Linked DNA regions of Mus musculus: region 2 is linked to region 1. The links are chromatin contacts, called in public Hi-C maps. All regions are on one chromosome and are shown on one strand. The core of a region is the stretch at or near the end of the contact, and the rest is flanking DNA. Distances in the headings are between cores, read along the strand shown. Region 1 overlaps Dlc1 (deleted in liver cancer 1). Region 2 has its middle 38 kb from the start of G630064G18Rik.

Region 1 (3,458 bases), core at 395-2,894:
TTAGATCAGGTAAATTTCTTATGGTTATAATGATTTTTCAGAAAAATGATATTATCATTGAAATGCCCACACAACAAAAAGTCTGAAGAAATTAAATCACACAGCCAGACCCTGTGTCACATGTCTTCTGTGGTAGTCCTTGGGAGACTGAGGCAGGATGGTCATAGGTTACACTTTTGAAGCCAACCTCAGGAGACTACACATCAAGATCTTGTATCAAAGCCCTAAATAATTACCGGAATGAACAACAGAATAGGAAGAGTTAAGTCACATGTAGCAAATCATTGACCAAATCGTCTACGCTTTATACTACAGTCTCCTTCCTGCAACAAGGCATGAGGGAATCAGGGAAAGAAAGAAATAATGTAAGACCTGGTTCTAAGTACATCTCAAGTTGAAAAGTTAATGATCGATCAGAATCCATTAATCACATGACTACTGTAAGAAATAGTATTTAGAATATGATTGCTTGCCTCTGGGGAGGAGTGAATAGGATAGAAATGCAAAGTGATAGAAAATCCATTAACATTGACTTTAGCATATGTGTGTGTATGTGTGTGTGTGTGTGTGTGTGTGTGTGTGTATGTGTGTGTGTGTGTAATTTTAGCAATATATTACCACAAAAATTCATGGCTATATTTTTAGTTAATTAAGACATATGCTGAAAGTGAAGCACACAGTTAAGCTGGTTGTGAGGTCACTAAGCTAGGAATTCCACATTGTTTCCAGCTAATGTCACTTTGAGGAAGCTAGGGATGGTACAGAAGGATGTAGATACTGGGAACAGCAGCAGCAGCCACACAGCAGAGGCCCTCACATCTCCTAAATCCCTGTGTAAAAGCCAAGCAGGTCTTCTGCTTGCTAGCATACAAGGCTGTCCCTGAATGGTGGAAAGTGTAATAAGAAAGAGGAAGAGGAGGTGGACAGAGGGGAATATGAAGAGAAAGAAGGGTGGGCGTGATGAGAATGGCAGGGAAAGTATAGAAAGAGGAAGGGCAATGTGTTTAGAACATTTCAGACCCCAGTAAGTTTCTCTGTAATACCTATGGAGAATACCACAGACAGTGAAAGCTTTGCTGCCAGACGTCACTGAGGGAAAATGTTATATATAAATGTCTATGCACACATAGATATACCTATACATTCTGAAAGGAAGCAATTAGATCTAAGAGTTTCTACTTCTGAGTAGTCTCCAAAAAAAACTAGTTATAATGTGTTATAGGCCTCTGATCTAATGAGTGGGCCAATCTGCCAGCTTGTGCTCTTTATTAATGCTATCGTTAATAAGTTCACTTTTATTGGGCATCAGCTTTTATTGGAGTGAGAATTAAAACACTTGTATGGTGTTATTTCAGGGAATGAATGGTTGCTTGAGAGCCAACTCCACAATACAGATGATGGTAATAGAGATGTTGACTGTGTTTCCTCCTCATAGATTTCTGTTACTATAAACCAAGACTAATTATTTAATCTTCTAATACCAAAGAAAACCACCAGATCTTTTAGCTGCCTCCCTGGGGGGTTGGGGGGGGGAATGGCAATATTCACAGGAGTTGATAAAGATCTTGCATAACCCATGTAGCAGAACCCTGCCACTGTTATCTGGGCACCAGACACAATGGTGCCAAGAGGATCTGCTTGTCTTCTGGCTTTGTTCCTAGAAAGAACCACACCCTTCGCTGCCCACAACATCTCTGTCCCTTTCTGTGGACAGAGAATTCTCGGGAATTTTCTTAGGAATCATTAGAATTAACTAAACAAATAGAAAGCGTGCATCTTTGCTCTTTCTCTTCCTGTTCCAGTTTTATATCGGCTTAGGAACAAAACAAGTGATTGATGGACCTCTTGGATTTCAGGTTCCATTTCTTAAGCTAGTGAAAACTTCAGAGGGGTTTATTGCATTTTATATGCATTGAAAATTAGCCGAGAGATTTTAGAAATGTTGAATTAGCGTTGCTATTTGCTCTAGAAAATGAATAGCTTAGTCTGAGCTGGATTTTTCTTGCCAAGAAAGTAAGCCATGATAAGGGAATGAGTCCAACCTAAATCAGGGATGTGATTCAAACTCTGTGATTTATACATGTCTCTGAATTTAGGGACAATTGTCTTTCCTTTATGAGATTCTTAGGAACATTAAAAGAGCCATAAATTGTGATTGAATAGGTACAAAGCGTAGAGCTAGAATAATTTTTCATTGAAAAAAATGAGGCAAAAATCTGGCTGTCAAATGAATGAAGATTTTGCAAAATTATTATGGCTTGCAGTCAGCCAAATGCTAATGTAGCCTGAGTTTGCACCATCTATGTATAGCAGCACATCCAGAAAATTCTGGAGGACCACATGGTCCATGGGAAGATTCAGCAGCTTCCTTGCTCCAGTGCCAGATGTGGAAGACAGGAGTTAAGCCAGCAGATGCTGAGGCCAAGCTGCCTGGGTTTCTCTCACTTACAACTTGGTGATGTGGCATATCATTTTAATCTCTCTGCTTCAGCTTTTTCATACGTATAATATAGTGTCGCTCTGTTACTGAGAAGAGCATCTGTGCTCACATATATGAATAGACATGTCATCAAGACAGAGCCTGACAGAGAGTGAACACCATGTGCCTATAATTATCATTAGTATACACAGTGATCGTTTTTATTGCTTTACTAAATTGACCTAGTTACAGATTTGACAGTAAGCTGAAATGTCTGGGAATAACTGAAGGGGGGAAATCATTTGAGAGAACAAATGTAGACCATCCACATGATCGACATTAGCTATATAGCTTTATCATTATTCCCTTCACCTATTGGCATTGGTCAATTGAGCTTTTACTAAGTACCTCCTCTTTCCCATGACTTTTATATTTTTGCCAGACTTATAGATGCTCTTAACATAAAGGAGTTTATGCCTTGTTTATGGCAATATAATGAGTAAATAAGTAACTTCAGCCATATATTATACTGCAATAGTCAATAGAACCAATATTGGAACCACATGCAATATTATGCACTGAAACATCAGTGTACTAATTCCATGGTTCAGCATAATGCAAGATATAAATCATAAACATGTCTGTTGAACAGTATTAGGTAAGGGTCCCATTCCAAATGGGGGATTTCTTTTCATTGTGCCTTACTTGAGCTTTGAAGTATGCACCCTGGATTTTGTACTTGTAGGACTGGGGGATAAGGCTGTCTCTGGGCTATTTTAACTGTTCTCATGGAAATCAATATTATAAAAACCACAGACATAAAGTCTCAGGAAACAATCAAATGTTTCACTGAAACCGTGAAGTCATTGAATGAACAAACACTTTTAAATAATAAGGGTTTTGCTTTTCAGCTATTTTACAGTATTATGAAAAAATAGAGGCTGGTGAGACTAGATACCCAAGACTTGACCTGAAGCAAATCAGCTTCTTCTTTTCCAAGTTAGATCTGTTTTGAACTAAGTATTTTTGAAATTCACTT
Region 2 (3,458 bases), core at 419-2,918, 140 kb before region 1:
TGCACTAGTCAGTGCAGTGATAGGATACTTGTTCATGTTCACATAAATTTTAATGGAGTCCTCGTGGAGACATTTCTCGTGTCTAGAGTCTTTTCTAAGATCCTCACGGTATATGAAGCTGCACTCCACTTAAGGGGGCATCTAAGTTGGAATGGCGTCTGATGTCACATGTGAGTATCCAAGTTCTTTAAATTTACTGCCAAAGTGAAGTGAAATTAAATAACTGTCTAGAAAAAGATCATTGGACATGCTGCATGGAGTTGCTGTGATTATGAAATCGTGTAACAAATGTAAACACTGACCCCAAAACACTTTAAAAAATAAATACATAAATACACACTCTCATAAATACACATTCTTACATGCTAATGCGTTGGAAATACATCTCAATTTCACGCTGACTTGTATTTATTCTGTTAAAATATGTTTGCATAACCATTTATGTAAAGCATTTTAAACAAAAATCATTTCTTCAGATCATCATATTAAGAGAATTTTATATCATATTTAGGGTATTACCAAGAATTAGTATTACATTTAGTTAAGTACCTGCCATATTCGAAGTGCTTAAGAAATGACAGTGAACAGAATAGAGGGCAATGTCTAACCTGAGGAAAATCAGACAATGTCCATCTCTTTTAATACACACAGAGAGAGAGAGAGAAAGAGAGAGAGAGAGAGAGAGAGAGAGAGAGAGAGAGAGAGAGAGAGAGAGAGAGAGAGAGAGAGAGAGAGAGAGAGAATGAAGGCTGCTTGCACTGGGGATGTGATGTGGGGGTTGAGTACTCATCTAAAATGTCTGAATCTCCGGGTCTATCTCTAGTATCCCCCAAAAGTAAACAAACAAAAAGGGCTTCTTACCAAAGAAAGACAGCCTTGCTCTAATCAAAGAAAATAACTTGTACAAGGACAAAACAAACCAAGGTCTTCACTGTGTGACTATGTAATGCTGGGAAAACGGAGGGAGGAAAGGTGGAAATGGGCAAAAGCAGAACCATGTAGGGCATTATGACTCTCCGTTAAAGCAGCTCGGTTTTAAGCTGAAGCATGACGTCATTGTATTATTCCGTGTTTGTTTCACACACATAAACATGATGTAAACAATAAGTGATGGGCTGAGTTGCTCAGTTATGTTGCTTAATAATTTCCAAACTAGAGCATGTTTATAAACCATGGCCCTTATACTATCTGAAGGCTTAAGAATAAACATTCAAAATCCTGTGGTTTCAAAAAATTTCAAAGAGTTGCTTATAAGGGAATAATCTTCAGACCACACTGAAAACACTGAAATTACTTCCCAATGGCATTGAGATCCCTGTCAGGGTGCACATTTTCTTCAGTCTCAAATGGAGGAACTGTTCTCTAAGTGTGTGCATTTCCGTCCAGAAGGTGGCGCTGTTGCTCTGAGGCTTTGGTTCAACCATCCTGAAGGAGGATGGAGTCATGTGCCCATCACTAATGGTGTGCAGGAGGTATGTCTTTTTCTTCTGAGTCCTGAGAAAGCTGGAAAGGTTGCTTCTCTTCCTCCCTTTCTTTCACTGAAAATCATGTGCGATGTGACAGGTTCCTCTTCCTAAACTACCAGGTAAAAGAAAATGCCCTCCCACCTAAGACATTCCTGAGAGCTGTTCCCTCACGTTCCTGCCCCTGCACACTGCTCTCTCCACTCCCAGCTGGGTGCTAGGCACGCTCACTGAGGCATTGCTTCGGGCCTTCCCAGCTGCGTTCTGAATTCATCCCACAGAGCCCCTCTGTATCCAGTCCTACTTTTCAGGTGAAGGATGAAGGTTAGAGATGAAAGAGAACTTCTATTTTACTGACAATTTTCCCTGTAGGTGTAGAAAGATTTCCCTACTCCGTATTCATTCACCTTAAAAGGCTTTCATGCAGATTAGAGACCAAAGGTCCTTTGTCCCAATGGCCTTCTTCCTTGGCACAGAGCAAGTGGTAAATCTTGACTAGTGAACAACTAGGGGGGGTGTGGACTTGAGGGTAGAAGTCTGGCTTATGTCCCCCAAACTTGCCAAGGTCCTCAAACAGTAGGAAGTAGGAAGTGTAGAGTTGTTGATAACTGAGATGGGCATTCTCTTACTGGTCAAAAAAACGGTTCTGATCAAGCAAACCAGGCCATGATCAATATTTGTAAGAGCGTGGGAAAGGCTGCTGAAATGTGAAGTTCTGAAGATCCCAGGCATTTGACAGCACCCCGGGTTGCTTCAGAGAATTTGTCTGAATGCTTACAGTGGGGATTTAGACCAGCAGTGCCGTTTACCTTTAAAAGTCGTGTTAGTTTCCCTCCTATCTGTGGAAAGATGCCCTTCCTGATTTCAAGAAGACCTGTCCTACTTAACAAAGTAGCACTTCCCAATGCTGACCCACTATGTGCAAAGAAGAGATTAACTGGAGAGAAAACAGTCAAGGACAACAGGAGAGAATCATTAAGATGGGAAAATATAAAGCTCGTATTAGTAACGAGATAGTAAGAGCGTTGAGAAGGCTCTGCTGTTAGAATCTCCATCAATACTACATGGAATATGTCCGGTACAACATAGGAGCTGAAGAGATGAATATCCTATTGATGAATGGGTTGATGGAAGGCCTTTATAGAGTAAACTACTAAGTCCAAGTTAAATCTCTGTTTCTGAACTTGGCAGGGAGATGGAGATAAAGTATTCCAATTCATCTGATGACCTTTGTGCAAAGACTTGGACAAGCACAGATTTTCTTCCAGTATCCTATTCTTTTTAACAATGGGTCTTAAAGAATATCTTTGCTATGATGGGGAAATAAGAGCCGAGTATTGAGAACTTAAGGAAGAAAGCAGATGGAGCAAGTAGGCTACTGGGAACCAGAGTCCTGAGAACCAAGCCAGAAAATGAGGGAAGAAATCTAAATTATCCTAAAGAATCCTCAAAGCTAAGTTATCCTCAAAATGATGGGGAGGGAGGAAGAAGTTTTGAAGACAATAGAAAAGAAACGTTAGATGCTGTGTTACTTTGCTTTCTATTACAGTTAATAAAACCCTGACCAAAACCAACTTTGGGAGAAAATGTTTTATTTCCACTTACAACTCTCAGATTCCCCCCCCCCATCACAGAAGGAAGCTATAGGAAGAATTCATAACTAGAACCTGAAAGCAGGAGACCATGAAGGAATGCTGCTTTCTGGCTTGATTCCCAGGATCTCATTCAGCTAGCTACCCCTCTTATACCTCTAGGAACACTTGCCCAGGGATGGTGCTGTCCACAGTGGGCTGAGTCTTCCCACACTAATCATTAATCAAGAAAATGCCTTGTAGTCTACCCTACATCACAACTTGATGAGGTCAGCTTCTCAATCAAGGGTCCAGCTGCTCAAATGACTCTAGTTTGAGTTGACTTTAAATAAAAAATGAAATAACCAGCACAATCGGACATTAGATGAACATCTCAATGCCTGTCCTGCACTCACCTTCTCGA

What was found. A called contact is a pair of places that touch in the nucleus more often than the background predicts.
Region 2: a contact with region 1 is called in a Hi-C map of the N1E-115 cell line, with 4 times the contacts expected there. The contact joins two enhancer-like sites. A contact is called at or near these places in 8 of 484 Hi-C or Micro-C datasets (the C2C12 cell line, the HL-1 cell line, the N1E-115 cell line and 4 more) and 1 of 115 datasets of contacts at active chromatin or transcription factors (embryonic fibroblasts).

What each region holds. Positions count from the first base shown.
Region 1 is chr8:36,923,552-36,927,009 of GRCm38.p6, reverse strand. All of the region lies in intron 2 of Dlc1 (deleted in liver cancer 1), which reads left to right. Among named protein-coding and RNA genes, the nearest start is that of Dlc1, 27 kb to the left of the region's middle. Within about 2 kb of position 1,644, at least 15 of the 459 cell types and tissues checked have an H3K27ac peak or open chromatin away from gene starts, as enhancers often do. A contact at or near this core is called in the N1E-115 cell line, where this site is marked.
Region 2 is chr8:37,060,436-37,063,893 of GRCm38.p6, reverse strand. No RefSeq gene overlaps it. Among named protein-coding and RNA genes, the nearest start is that of G630064G18Rik, 38 kb to the right of the region's middle. Within about 2 kb of position 1,668, at least 13 of the 459 cell types and tissues checked have an H3K27ac peak or open chromatin away from gene starts, as enhancers often do. A contact at or near this core is called in the N1E-115 cell line, where this site is marked.